Linked DNA regions of Mus musculus: regions 2, 3 and 4 are each linked to region 1. A link is a contact called in public Hi-C, HiChIP or PLAC-seq and promoter capture Hi-C data. All regions are on one chromosome and are shown on one strand. The core of a region is the stretch at or near the end of the contact, and the rest is flanking DNA. Distances in the headings are between cores, read along the strand shown. Region 1 holds the start of Ttll12 (tubulin tyrosine ligase-like family, member 12). Region 2 overlaps Gm41366 (a long non-coding RNA gene). Region 3 holds the start of Rtl6 (retrotransposon Gag like 6). Region 4 holds the start of Pnpla3 (patatin-like phospholipase domain containing 3).

Region 1 (3,486 bases), core at 719-3,218:
AATGGATCTCTTGTGAGTTCCAGGCCAACTTGCTCTACATAGTGAGTTTCAAGACAGCTAGGGCTATATAGTGAGACACTGCCAGGGTAAAAAAAAAAAAAAAAAAAAAAAAAAAAAAAGTCCAAAGTGCCTTAAGCCTGAATAAAGTCTGAATACAAATCGATTCAATTTGCTAGGTAAAACTGAGGGAGGTTTTTCTAGGATCCAGAAAGAGGCCGCTGCTGTTTCCTAGCCCATGGTGGCCCCCTGCCCTTGGGGTGGAGGCAAACAGCCAACACTAGGCTATCTAACTAGAGCACCAGGGTTAGTGATACTTGCCAGTCACCAGGGACAGGGATGGAATCTTCTAAAATTGTGCTTTATTCATAGAGTCAGCAATCGGAGAAGGCAGCATTAGATCCTTAAAGGGGGCTGGAGAGGTTGCTCAGTGGTTAAGGGCACTGGCTGCTCTCACAGAGTACTGGGATTCAGTTCCTAGCATCCATATCTGTTCTCAAACATCCATAACTCCAGTTCCAGGTGATCTAGAACACCCAGAACTTCTCCTAACCTCTGCTGTTGTAAGGTAATTCCACCAGAGAATACACACAGACTCTCTGAAAGCTGAAGAGAGTCTGTGTTGCTGGCTGGAAGCTGCTTGGCGAACTTCCCAAAATCACCCAGCCCCGTCCTCACAGTTTCTCTCTCTTATGCAAGGATATTCAAACCATCACATACATCTATTGAAAAAAATTTTAAACTACCCTCTATCTCATCTCCATCTAGCAAATTATATGATGAAATGATCCATGCAGTCATTGATTGATTGTTGAGGGCTTGTGGGTATATGAGTCCATGCATACAGGGAGGGAGTGTGCCATGTGCAAGTGGAGGCTAAAAGAAGATATTGGGTATCCTCATCTGCCTTTCTCTGCTTAATTTCTTGAGACAGAGTCTTTCTCTGAATTTAGGGCTCTCTTTTCCTCGATAGACAGGAAGCAAGAAAGCGGCTGGAGGTGGTAACTTATGCCTTTAATCCCAACACTTGGGAGGCAGAGGCAAGCTGATCTCTGCACTTGTGGAATAACCCTTTTGATGGCACACCAAGTTATCACAACCTTTGAATTCAACAAGGCATTCCAAGGACTGAGAAGGCTCCTCCAATCCCTAGAAAGATCTGTCCACCTTTGAGATATAACTAGGATCCCCACACGCTGGTGTCTCCCAATGCTTGACAGGTGGAGGGAGGAAGGGTTCAAGGCCAGCCTTCGAAACAAAGTGAGTTTCTTGGTCAGATTAGTCTGAGCTGAATGTGACCCTGTGGCAATATGATGATGATAACCAAGCCCTAGCAAATGGCTCAGTGGTAAAGCATTTGCCATGCAATCTTAATGACTTGCGTTTGATAAAAATGGAAAGAGAACAGACTCTACAATGTTTTGTTCTTTGCTTTCCACAAGTGCGCTGTGACACACACACAAACACACACACACACACACACACCAAAACAAAATAAAACAAAACAAGTCTGGGAAAATGGCTTAGTAGTTAACTGCTCTTGCAGATGACCCGGTTTGGATCCCAGCACCCCATGTGTAATTCCAGTTCCAAGGGACCTGACGCAGTCTCCTAACCTTCATGAGCCATATATGCACTTACATACACACTCATACACGTAAAATAAAAGCACTCACACACGTAAAATAAAAAAATAAAAATTTTAAACTAAAATTAAAAAAAAAATTCAGGCGAAACAAGATTGCAACCAGCGCAAGGGGGAGCACCTTCTGCCTCTTCCCGACCCCCTCCCCATCTCAGCTTCACCGGCTCCTTGAGGACAATCTCTCCTGATTCTGACTCTCTGGGGCTTCTAAGCAGCGTTCCCAGAATCCCTCGCGGCAGTCCTGGGATGAATGGAGAAGACACGCCCCCAGCGCGCGTGCGCACTCTTGGAACCTCGCAACCCAGGACGCAGGCGCGTGCGCGCCGTCCGCTTAAATCCTGCGGTGGGCGGCGCCGTGCTCTTCCGAGCACTATGGAGATCCAGTCCGGGCCGCAGCCTGGCAGTCCCGGCCGCGCCGAGAGGCTGAACGCGCGGCTGCTGGACGAGTTCGTGTCGCTGCACGGCCCTACGCTGCGCGCCTCGGGAGTCCCAGAGCGACTATGGGGCCGCCTTCTGCACAAGCTGGAGCACGAGGTACGAGATGGCACGGGCTGCGGGCAGGCTATGCGGTCGAGTGGGGAGCACAGCTCAGCAGCTCTGAAGGGGAGCCACTTATAAGTTCAGGAGCAGGATGTACCTGGGAGTCAGAAGGGTACAGGCCGAGAGATGCGCCTGTGCCGCCATCCTGCAGGGTTATGGGCCCGCCGAGGATGCGCAGGGACCTGCAAACCGGCATGCGCTTGGCTCGCAGCATCCCAACGCCTCGGTTGATATATTAAGAGTAGAACTCGCGACTCCACTTACGGATGAGGAAACTGAGGCTCCGGCGGATGCAGGAGCTCCTGTTAGATTCAAGCTACACCGGCATCATTTCAGTCAGCTCTGTGCAGCTCTGCTTAGTCCGTAGAACTCTGTGGAGTTGTTTCCCACGGCGTGAGTAGCAGGTCTCCCTTTGTACACTAAAGAGAATGGAGGCCCTGAGACATGGAGACGACGCTAAGAGAGGGTTTAGAAGGTCTCCCCCATCTTTTGAGAGAATGGCTCCATCCTTCACCTGAGCTAGGCTTCCACGGGGTGCCCGGCTTCTTCCGTCGGAGAACAGGGTTTGGGTGATGAAGACAGCAGCTGCTAGGCTGGGCGGAGGGTCTTTTGCGAAGCAAGAGCTTGGTTTTTCACAGGACACCACCTCCTATCTGAGACCCACTAAGCCTTCAGGTGACTGGGAGAGTCCAAAAGCTAGGATTCCCCGGTGCCTCTCAATGGGGTAGGCTTACCCTCTTTGATCTAGTTCCACACTGTGTATGGGCCAGATATTTCCTGGTTAAGCCTATACGTAGGGCTGTACTGCAGCTCACTATAGCATGCTGGCGGTTGGGAGGCGCCTCAATCCTTAGCCCTGTGGGACAGTAAAAGAGGAGGAGCCAGCCTTGTGCTAGTGTTACATTGTTGATGGTCCTGGGCAATACCGTGAGGTTATAACTGGCCGTCAGCCCCAGGGCAAGCAGCTGTAGTGACCGGTTTGGTAGGTGGAGTATTAAGTGATTTCTCTACTTCAGTCTGATTATCAGATATTACTACATCATTGGTCGAGGCTCATCTGTCAGTGGCACCTCCTTACAGAGGGTTACTTACTCCCTGTCACTAAGTTCTCTGCTCACGTGGTGTTGGGCCCTCCTCCGCACTGCTACTTTCTGCAGACTTGCCTTGATCTCAGGCCAGTGCTGAGGTAGAACTGGACCCCCATTTATTAGTGACGATAAGAGGGTACCCAAGATGCTGCAAGGGCTGGGCTTCTTTGTTTGTTTGTTTGTTTGTTTGTTTTTGGAATGCCCTGGGACCCCACT
Region 2 (3,580 bases), core at 310-2,809, 520 kb after region 1:
TCACTATGTAGCCCAGGCTGTTCATGAAATTCCTGTCTCAGATCACAGGCGAAAGCCACCATGCCTGGGGCTATGTGCCATTCTTTTTTTTAAGATTTAGTTTTGTGGGGCTGGAGAGATGGCTCAGCAGTCAAGAGCACTGGCTACCCTTTTCGAAGATAGGTGTTCTGTTCCCAGCCATGGCCACCAACAACTGGTTGTAACTCCAGTTGCAGCAGATCCACACCTTCCATGGCCTCTGCAGGGATGCTGGCACTCAGGAGCAGAGGCAGGCAAATCTCTGAGTTTGAGGCTAGCCTGGTCTACAGAGTAAGTTCCTAGACAGCCAGGGCTACACAGAGAAACCCTGTCTCAGAATAAAAGAAAAACTATTTTGCCAAGTGTGATGGCACATGTCCCTGGAATACCAGCACTTGAGAGGCAGAGGTAGAGGCAGAAGGGCTGCTGAAAGTTAGAGACTGGCTTGGTCTCCATAGCAACTTTCAGGCATTGCAGGATCTGACTTTAAAGGAACAGAATAGAATGGCCTTTCCCAGTGTAGCTTTAAGGCCCGACTCCACCCACCCAGTCCATCCTGGGCCTCTGTCTTGTCGGCTGTAAACGGCTGTGCACACTGTCATTGGCTGTGAGGCTTAAACCAGCCAAGGGCTCAGAGGTTTGCCTGGCACAGGTGGGTCTTGAGGCTCCTTAGCCGTCAATTGACCAATTCCTTAGTCAAGACATAATGTGCTCAAACTTAGGGGGCTGCAGACATCACCAGGAGATGCTCTGCCAGGAAGAGGGCAGAAGCAAATGTGTTTGATGGGAGCAGAGAAAACTCTCTGAATGTACACACCTAGCCTTTATTTATGTGTGTGTGTGTGTGTTTAATGTGTTCTAGGGATCTGAAGAGTTCATCGTGTTTGCCGGCAAGCACTTTACCAGCTGAGCCGCATCCCCAGCCCCACCCACTTGTGGACTTCTTCAAGTGAGCATGTCGCTATCCTTGGTCCTCCTAGTGATGGGGAAGGCAGGACGGATGGAGGCACGTTGTTGTTAGGAAGAGCCTGAGGAGGCTGCTGTGGATCTTACTGTTTGCATAGGAGAGGGAGGCCATTTCCAGCTCAGGAAACAGCCTGACCACAGGCGTGGAAGAGAATGTCTAACGGGCAGAGGGACTGGCAGGAAGTCCTGCGGCACAGGCGGAGGGGCACAGAGGACGTGGGAGTCAATCTCACCTGTAAACACACATTGCGCAATCGAACGCGGCGTGATGCCAGCTCAGAAACGTGAGCGATTGTTGGTTTTGAATCGGCTCTAGCTGCGTTATGCGGTTTTTCTTTGTTCATTTCTCACACGTTATAGGGTGCTCTTGCCAGAGACTTGTCAATACCCGTCTCTTCGAGGATCCAGCTGTGGCTCCACTGATTCGCTCTTGGTTTTATCCTTGACAGATCTGTTTCCTCTGTGATTTCCCTCCTTCCTATTTTGTTATCAGCTACCAGTTATCAGCCTTGGGTTTTCTGTTCTGTGGTGGGCACTGAAGGTTACGCCTCCCCGGAGCCTTGCTTTAGAATGAATGTCCTTCTAGGTTCATCTCCTGATGACCTCACTGTCTTAGTTCTGAGTAGTTTCTTGTTTCCCTTCCCTTTTCTTTCTTTCTTTTTTGTTTTTTGTGTTTTGTTTTGTTTTGAGACAAGGTTTCTCTGTGTAGCCCTAGCTGTTCTGGAACTCATTCTGTAGACTAGACCAGACTGGCCTCAAACTCAGACATCCCTCTGTCCCACTCCACATACACACCCATGTTGGGATTAAAGGCATTCTTTTTTAGAAATATTTATTTATTTATTATATGTTAGTACACTATAGGCGTCTTCAGACACCCCAGAAGAGGGCATCAGATCTCATTACAGATGGTTGTGAGCCACCATGTGGTTGCTAGGATTTGAACTCAGGACCTTCGGTAGAGCAATCAGTGCTCTTAACCATTGAGCCATCTCTCCAGCCCCAATTAAAGGCATTCTTAAGTTTCTTGTTTTCTTCTGAGGTTTCCCTTACCTTTAAAAACACTTTTTTAAAAGACAGGCTCTTATGTAGCACCAGCTATCCTAAAATTGACAATGTAGCCATGGCTGTCTTTGAACTCTTTTGCATGTGTGTGTGTGTGTGTGTGTGTGTGTGTGTGTGCGTGTGTGATGTCTGTATGTATATGCATACATTTGTGTGTATGTGGTTGTGTGCGCCACAACACACATGTGGAAGTCAGGGGATAGCCTTGGGTAACAGTTTTTACCGTCATCCTTTTGGGACAGGGATGTTTGTGGTAAGGTCCAGGCTTAGCTGACCCACCAGTTCCAGGGATTCTCCTGCCTTTCATCTCACCATAGGAGCACTAAGATCACAGGCACACTGTGTACCTGTGTTTACACGTGTCTGGGCACGGCACTCAGGTTTACACACTTGTATGGCCGGTGTATTTACTTGCTGAGCCCCCTGCCAGCCCAGCTCTGATCCTCCTGGCTCCACCTCCCCTAGTTCTGGGGATACAGACCTATGCTGCCACACTGGTTCATCCTAAACTCATATAGTAGCTCCTTCATGAACTGCAATGTCAAAACATGGGTTTAAAACAGTTTTGTGATCTATGTCTAATAGCACAGCCCTGTGGCCAAGTATCATTTGCTGTGTTCAGTGACCTGCTGTATACACAATTGTTTGAGTCTTCTTGAGCACTTGGAAAGGTGTGCCCTCCCACTCCTGACACAGCCTGTTGCTGTCCACTGATCCCACTGTCTCTGCTTTGAACTGCTGCTTCATAACCATGTACTGGGTGGTTAGTGTGTCCTCTGTGTGACAGTCACAGGCATCATGTCACTCAGGCTTGTCTTCAAAGGCTCCTGCTGAGGGAGGCACCGTTGGCTGGCACCCTCCGACTGTTGTACCTTAGGCCACTTTGGCATTCAGGTCAAAACCACATTCCTGTTCCTCCTGCCCTGGTGGCTCCCAGCCAGTGACTCCACCAGGGAGTCCTGGAGTCAGGCCATTTCTGACTGGCACCCAACTCCTGTACACTGGCAGTTGTTGCTTGGCCTGGGCATAGTCTTCTTAGAGCCTTGCTGGAGTCTGCGATCTCTTTTTCTTCCTCTTTCCTTCTGTGTCTTTTCACAGATGAGTCTAAGACTCCCGTAGTCTCCCTCACACCCTCTTCCCTCTGCGCTTAGAGCCCTCTCCAGTATCAGAGTACCCAATGACTTGGTATTTGCTCTTATAGAATGTTAGTCATACCTCCCACCACTGAGATAAAATACTCAATATAATCAGCATTCTAAAAAATGGTGCATGTGTGTATATATGTGTGCATGTATGTGCATGTGTGCTCAGGTGTATGTTTGCATGTGCAAGTGTGTGCATTATGTGTGCATGTGTGTACTTGCTGTATGTGTGTATGTATGTGAATGTACCTGTGTGTTTGTATGTGCAGGCATGCCTGCGTTTATGTGTATATGTGTGTGTATGCCCCCATGCATGTATTTGTGCCATCTCATGGGGGTCAGAGAACACCTTGTGATAGTCAGTCAGTTCTGTCCTTCTACCATGTGAG
Region 3 (3,546 bases), core at 268-2,767, 960 kb before region 1:
GGCCTGGCAGGGCTACCCCAGTTCTCTCTCTCTCTCTCTCTCTCTCTCTCTCTCTCTCCTCTCCCTCCCTCTCCCCTTCTCCCTCCCTTCCCTTCTCCATTTCTCTCTACTCCCATGTGTTCCTGGCTGGCTTATCTCTCCTTTCTGTCCTCCTCTGCCCCCCTTCTCTGCCCCCATGGCTCTACTCCTGTCTTTCTCCTTCTAACCTTTCTCCATGTCCTCACTCCCCTCTGTTCCCCCAGATAAACCTCCTTACACCAGGTCTGTAGTGTGGTGTGATTTTTTTTCCAGGGGCCACCCCTCACGAGCACAGCATTAGATTCTATAACACTCTCATAGTGTGGATACCCTCAGCCACAATCCCTCACTCCAAGACCAAAATCTATAGACCGAATGAACACATCTCCACCCCAGGTCTGTCTCCCACCTGCAGTCACTCTCGCTAGACTGCATCATAGGAGGGCTTCACAGATGGTATTGTCTCTCCCAGTTTATCCCAGTATGGAACTGACCATGAGGAACAACTGTCAGAGGAAGGGGCTAAGACTCACATAAACTATGCTCACAAAATTCAGCGTGTAAGGTAAGTTGGCCATCTATCAAGAGGGCAGGCAGGAGTAAAAGGTAGCACAGGCTTTCGGTGAAGCCCTAGGCAATAATAGAAAGACATGCTTCTGTATTACCTCCCCTAGGAAAATCTCAAAATTCAATGTGACTAGGGAGACATGACCATCTACAAGGCACAAAAGTCAATGTTTCCTATTAGGATACTAATGGGAAAATGGTGGACTATTGAACAAGATGGTGTGTGTGTGTGTGTGTGTGTGTGCGCGCGCGCGCGCGCGCGCGCGTGTAGAACACTGAGGGGAACTGTAATGTTTCTGCTTTGTTTTTGAAAGACGTTTCCAAGGATGGGGATTCAGCTCAGTGGTGGCATGCTTGCAAGCATGAGGCCCTGGGTTTAACCTTCAACATTGTGCACGGAGGGCTATGGCACTCAGAGCAAGTAACCCCAGCACACCCGGGGTGGCAACCGAAGGATGAGAGGGTCGTAGTCATCCTTGGCTACATTGTGGGTTCAGAGCCAGTATTGAATTCCCACAATCCACCACGGGGAATGTAGAGGCAGGAGAGGTTCAAGGTCATTTCTGGCTACTTTCTGAGTTTTCCAGACCAGTCTGGTTTACAGGAGACTGCCTCAAAAAAAAAAAAAAATAGTTTTCTTGTCAAGATCTGCTACCATGATCATACAGTTCATGCGAATGGTGTTCAAATCACAGGAAGAAAAATCAATCTCACTTAAAAAAAAAAAAAAGATACTGTCTCTGAGAGGCTCCGCGAGCGGCCTGGGTAGGAATCGTAAAGAAGATAATCTTTCCAAGACTATCTAATTTCCAAGCTAATCTTTCCAAGATTTCAGCTGGCAGAAGCCAAGCTCCTCGCTAATAGGCTGTTGAGAAAGGCGCAGGTGCGTCACTTCCGGAAGGCAAGGTCCCGGCCGCTGCTCCGAGAGCGAGCGGTCTCTATGGCAACCAGCAGGCCCTGGCCCAGTTGCCAGGTTCCCAGCGGCCGTCTAGCTGGCCGCGCCTGCACAAAGACCGCGCGGTGACCGCGCAGCGCAGCGCCGGGACCAGGTCAAGCCAGCCCCGCAGGAATTGCCACCCCCGCCGCCGCTGCCCGGAAAGCAGTTCCGGCGGCCTCCGTGACGTACAGGCCGGGCGCGGCCTCGACCCTCGGGCCATCTTGGCAGCGGAGGGAGCAGCGGAGCGACAGGTACATACGCCGCCCAGCCTGGGCCAGCCCAGGTGCCGACGCCTTTGTTCACGCGCGGGTGGTCGCATGGCACCGGTGGTCAGTGCCTGCATCCGCAGCCCGAGCTCCGGCAGGTGCATCCTGCAAAGTCTGGCAGGTCCGCGCATCTCGTAAGGCCTGGGCAGATCCAGCCTATGCATTCTACAAGGGCTATCCAGCTCGAGCATCCTTCAGGGCCTGGGCAGGTCCAGCCAGCGACCCACACTTTGATCCTGCGAAGCTTGCAGAAAGGAACTGCATCCAGGACAGGACCAGCGTCCTCAGGCTTGCTTCAGCATCCAAGGCCTTGCGCTCTGGTTCTCCAGGTACCTGTGGCTTAACTTTGGCCGCCAGCATGGTCCAACCTCGGACCTCCAAAACTGAAAGCCCAGCCTCTGCCCCTGGTGCCAGCGCTCAGATGGATGACGTAGTTGACACCCTGACCTCTCTGCGCCTCACCAACTCCGCGCTGAGGCGCGAGGCCTCCACACTGAGGGCGGAGAAGGCCAACCTCACCAACATGCTGGAGAGTGTGATGGCCGAACTAACTCTGCTGCGCACCCGAGCGCGCATCCCTGGCGCTCTACAGATTACTCCACCTATCTCTGCCATCACCTCCAATGGGACCCGACCCATGACCACGCCACCCACCTCACTGCCTGAACCCTTCTCAGGAGACCCTGGACAGTTGGCAGGGTTCCTGATGCAGATGGACAGGTTCATGATTTTTCAAGCCTCCCGCTTCCCCGGTGAAGCCGAGAGAGTGGCCTTCCTGGTATCCCGTCTGACTGGGGAGGCGGAGAAGTGGGCCATCCCCCACATGCAACCAGACAGCCCTTTGCGAAACAATTACCAGGGGTTTCTGGCTGAGCTCCGCAGAACCTACAAGTCCCCGCTGAGGCACTCAAGGCGAGCACAAATCCGGAAGACATCCGCGTCCAATAGGGCTGTGCGGGAGCGAGAGCGGGAGCGCCAGATGTTGTGTCGCCAACTGGCCGCAGCTGGCACAGGATCCTGCCCGGTGCATCCAGCCTCCAACGGGACCAATCCCGCACCAGCCTTGCCCTCTCGTGGCCGGAACCTTTAAGGACTTGCCACCACCCTGGTAGTCTGTGTCCACCCAGGTAGCTAGACTCCGTTGTTGAGAGTTGTCAATTCAGTAGCTTTGCCCTGTTTGAGGCACCCTTCACGCCTCTCTGGTCTACGGGAGACCATCCTGTCATCGGCATTGGTCACCCACCCCGCTGTGCGGCGTGTATTTGTTTTGTTAGCGTTACCCGCGACTCAGTGCATGCTCCCCCTTTCTGTTGCTTGCAATCCCAGCTTCTCCAGCAATCACAACACAGCCCCTTGGGCATGTGCCTGCCCAGGAACCATTTAGGCTGACCACCTCTGCGAGCTCAGCTCACGGATACTCAGCTCCTGGAACACTCCCTACAGCTCTTGCTGCCCCAGGCTGAAGAACTGGCGAGGAGTGGCCAACTGCTTCGGGTCTCATGTGGACACATGTTCCAGTCCCAAGGAGCAGAGCCTCACAGGAGGATGACCTCTCAATCAGACTCAGCCAAGCCTCTGGACCATGACATCATCTGTCATTTCAATGCCAAATGAACTGTGTTTACATACCTACCTGGCCCCTTTGGGGAGATGGGTTACCTCTCCTGGGTTTTCCTGCCCTCCTCTGCATGGTCTTGGCTTGACCACAAGAAAACCAACAACAACAACAAAACCGCCTCTGAACCCACGGAAAGACAT
Region 4 (3,520 bases), core at 820-3,319, 570 kb before region 1:
TTTGACTAATCCACTCTGCCCTAGCACTTATGACAACATGAATCCTGGTTCCATGAGGCCAGGCATATCCCAGCCTTTTCTGATCCAACTCTAACTCTCACTCCCAGCAAACCCTACCCCAAGCCAGCCTGCTGAGCCTGGCTTGAGGGTGAACTCACACACTGGTAGCCAATTGCACCTACCTCCTCTGTCAAGTCCAGCCAAATGCTCAGATGCCCCAAACACCTGTGCCCGTTCCAAGCCCTGGGCAATGCACCTTAGCAGCTCCCACCAGAGATAATCTGTAATTTTGTGCCCTCTCTGTGACCTGACAGGATAGCCCCAGGCTGTCCCTGTCTTCTGAGCAGTTACAAACACCCCACTTTATCATTGGTTCTCAATCTTCCCAGTGCTGGAACTCTTTAATACAGTCCCTCATGTTGTGGTTGCCCCCCCAAATATACAATTATTTTCGATGATACTTCATAATGTAATTTTGCTGTTATGAATCATAAGTATCTGTTTCCCAATGGTCTTTGATGACTCCTGTGAAAGGGTCATTAGACCCCCAGAGAGGCTGTGACCCACAGGTTGAGAGAACCATTGCTCTATATGAAAGTGGGTGTACTTAAGATTCCTGGAGTCAATGCATTTAAACCATGTCCCAATAATCATCCATCGCTATTGGGCTCAGAGCCCTCCATTTAAGAACTAACTGCCTTTAGTGCCGAAGCCCAGGGTGTGCAATGGCCACTGGACTAATCTAGTCTTTCCAGAGGCCACTCTCACTGCCCTTTACTCCTGGCTCCCTCCTCACTGGGAAACCCAGACAAGCAGGCACACAGCCAGATTTGCTTGTCTTCTAATCCCTGATTCTCATCGGCTCAGGGTCTGCTCACCGATCCCATCCAATGGCAGAGCTCCGCTCATCAGCAGGGGCTTTCCCCTGCCTGCCAAAGTCTCTCCCTGCTGGCTGTGGCCAGCAGAGAGCAAAGAGTAAAGTGTTAAAGAGGCCCCAGATCAAAGAGGGTTGATGTGGGACATTGTCATGCAGCCTGGGGACCTTTGGGTGTCAGCAGTCCGCCCCCCCCCCCGTGGGCACTTAGCCAAGCCCTGCCCACAACCCCAAAAGCATCCGGCTATGACACTGGGAAGAGAAGGCATCACATCCTAGTAGTTTAGTGGGGGAGAGGAGAGTACTCGCCTCCTCTCGCTCATGGGTGCATGGGCAAATGTTTAATTAGGCCAAGATTCAAATGCCCTGAATGTCAGTGACATCGATCTGGGAAGGGCCGCTTATCTAGGCTAGTGAAGACAGGAGAGAGTGGAACTGGATCTGTCTGGGAACCCATTCCAGCTTCTAGGGAGTGTTCCAAATATTTCTCTAATCCACGTACCCCGCCCCCACCAGCCACCTCTAAAGGCAACCGGAGCATTGGACTGCCACTAAGGGTGTTCTAGTCTGGGTGCCTTCTGCCCTTCCTGGCGGCACCAGCCATGGGACACTAGCCAGAGCCACACAGGACAAACCTTCTGCGGCTCAGGGACCAGAGGACCCGGCAAACCTGCGTCGTTCCCTGCTGCTCAGGGATGACCCAGCTGACAGGACCAGGGCGCCAGAGCGGGTCAGGAAGAAGATGCTCGGAGCGCGTCTGCTCCAGCCGGCCCCGGGAAATCCCACGCCAGGTGACAGGCCCAGGGTCTCCAGCTGAGTGCTCAACGGCACCGGGAAGGATGAGAGCTCTCCGGACAGGTTTCTTCGGGCACCCCGGAAAGTGTTACCGATTCCCCAGGTGTAGCAACCCCTCCCCGCACGCGGGGCCTGGGTAGTGGCCGTGGACGCACCGAGAGGGAGACTGCACACGAAGGTGACCGCGTGCAGTGCACCGGCCGAGCAGCCAAAGAAAGTGCGCGCATCGCGGAGGAGGTGCGGGGCGCGCTCGCTCAGACATAGCGTAGCCCCGACGTGGTAGAAGCCCAGGAAGCCGCAGCCTGCAAACGACAGGCTCCAGCGGCGCTCTGGGTCATACATGGTGCTTGAAGCTCCGGGCGGCGCTGCAGTTCAGCTCTGCTCCCGGTGTTGCTGCTCTGAGCTTAAAGAGCCGCAGCCGCCTAAGCTGTCTTCGGGTGACGTCAGCTGAGGCCCCGCCCCACTAGGACCATGCAAATAAGCCAGTGGGAGGCCCAATGGGCGTACTGGACTCATGCCCCGCCCCATGTCCCTCCCGCGTGGGCTTTCCCAAATCCTAGGCTTGGATGCTTGCTGGGCAGAATGGCTCTTTGAATACCCTTTTCTTTCAGGTTCTGGATGGCACGCCGGTGGCACTCTCTCCTTTTCTTTATTACACGAGAGATGCTACCATCCACATGCTGTCTTTCCTTTATTTTCATGTAGGGTGTCTGTTTTTGCAGTTATTTATTTTGCTTTCTGTTCGTTTTTAATTCATGGAGAGAGGTTTTCTTCCTCCCTTCCTTCCTCCCTCCCTCCTTCCCTCCCTCCCTCCCTTCCTTCCTTCCTTCCTTCCTTCCTTCCTTCCTTCCTTCCTCTTAAAAAGATACTTAGGCTCCCCGCCCCCATGTTTATGAGTATTTTGTCTGCATGTATGTCTATGCACCATGGGTGTGCAGTGACCAAGGAGGCCATAAGAGGACGTTAAACCTCCTAGAACTGGAGTTGCAGAGGATTGTGAGCCATCGCGTGGATTCTTGGACTCCACTCTGGTGCTCTGTAAGAGTAGTTGTGGCCTCTACCGCTGAACCATCCTTTCAGCGCCTTGTTTAATTTTACAGTACTAAGAACTGAACCTCGGCCCTCCTGCATGCTAGGCAAAGGCTCTACCACTGAGCTGCCCTGGGTTCCTTTTTCTTTTAACCAGCTGCCTCCTTCAGTGACTCAGCCTGGACTTCAGCCTCTGGCCCCTTTGCCACAGCCTCCTAAGTAACTAAGACTACAGGAAGACAACACCAGGCAGGGAGGACCTGAAGTTTCCATGTACAAGTGTCACTTATAAATAAAATATGTGATTGGCCGGTGCCAATGAAGGCAGGAGTAAGGAAAGCTGGGAGCTAGATGGTTTGTGGTCCTGTCTGTGCCTCTTCTGACTACAAAGTATCTTTGACCAAGTATAGCAATACAATTTGTACACTACTCTTTTTTTTCTTTTTTTTTTTTTTTAGATTTATTTATTTATTTATTATATATAAGTACATTGTAGCTGTCTTTCAGACGCACCAGAAGAGGGCATCAGATCTCATTACGGGTGGTTGTGAGCCACCATGTGGTTGCTGGGATTTGAACTTCGGACCTTCGGAAGAGCAGTCGGTGCTCTTACCCACTGAGCCATCTCACCAGCCCCTGTACACTACTCTTTAATAGAATATTTTAGTTAAAATTTATTTTTAATATTCTTATGTGTATGGGTGTTTTGGCTGCATGCATAGCTGTGTACCACATTCAGGTTTAGTACCCATGAAATCTAGGAGAGAGTATTGGACTCTTGAGCATCTTCTTCCCAGCCCACTCCGGCACTCTGGTTTGGAA

The links. Promoter capture Hi-C pulls out the DNA fragments that hold promoters and counts their contacts. Hi-C and Micro-C count contacts between places; a contact is called where the count stands out from the background. HiChIP or PLAC-seq counts read pairs in DNA pulled down with a chosen protein or histone mark.
Region 2: a contact with region 1 is called in a Hi-C map of B cells, with 5 read pairs. The contact joins the enhancer-like site here to the promoter of Ttll12 in region 1. A contact is called at or near these places in 2 of 39 promoter capture datasets (the C10 cell line and cranial neural crest), 1 of 484 Hi-C or Micro-C datasets (B cells) and 3 of 115 datasets of contacts at active chromatin or transcription factors (bone marrow-derived macrophages, large pre-B cells and pancreatic cancer cells).
Region 3: an H3K27ac HiChIP or PLAC-seq map of microglia shows a contact between it and region 1, with 4 times the contacts expected there. The contact joins the promoter of Rtl6 here to the promoter of Ttll12 in region 1. A contact is called at or near these places in 1 of 39 promoter capture datasets (embryonic stem cells) and 1 of 115 datasets of contacts at active chromatin or transcription factors (microglia).
Region 4: a promoter capture Hi-C map of neural stem cells shows a contact between it and region 1. The contact joins the promoter of Pnpla3 here to the promoter of Ttll12 in region 1. A contact is called at or near these places in 2 of 39 promoter capture datasets (embryonic stem cells and neural stem cells) and 1 of 115 datasets of contacts at active chromatin or transcription factors (forebrain).

The regions. Positions count from the first base shown.
Region 1 is chr15:83,593,639-83,597,124 of GRCm38.p6, reverse strand. Ttll12 (tubulin tyrosine ligase-like family, member 12) reads left to right here and starts at 1,968. Exons shown (of 14, transcript NM_183017.2): 1 at 1,968-2,176. The coding sequence starts at 2,015. It overlaps Gm52182 (a long non-coding RNA gene), which reads right to left. Exons shown (of 2, transcript XR_003951515.1): 2 at 1,679-2,788.
Region 2 is chr15:83,073,775-83,077,354 of GRCm38.p6, reverse strand. Gm41366 (a long non-coding RNA gene) reads left to right here. Exons shown (of 3, transcript XR_875504.1): 3 at 881-1,679. Among named protein-coding and RNA genes, the nearest start is that of Gm41366, 6.6 kb to the left of the region's middle. Within about 2 kb of position 1,559, at least 30 of the 459 cell types and tissues checked have an H3K27ac peak or open chromatin away from gene starts, as enhancers often do. A contact at or near this core is called in B cells, where this site is marked.
Region 3 is chr15:84,555,794-84,559,339 of GRCm38.p6, reverse strand. It overlaps Rtl6 (retrotransposon Gag like 6), which reads left to right and starts at 1,517. Exons shown (of 1, transcript NM_177630.4): 1 at 1,517-3,546. The coding sequence starts at 2,147. The coding sequence ends at 2,878.
Region 4 is chr15:84,166,365-84,169,884 of GRCm38.p6, reverse strand. It overlaps Pnpla3 (patatin-like phospholipase domain containing 3), which reads right to left and starts at 2,069. Exons shown (of 8, transcript NM_054088.3): 1 at 1,825-2,069. The coding sequence starts at 2,011. It overlaps Mir6392 (microRNA 6392), which reads right to left and starts at 1,615; the gene lies at 1,508-1,615.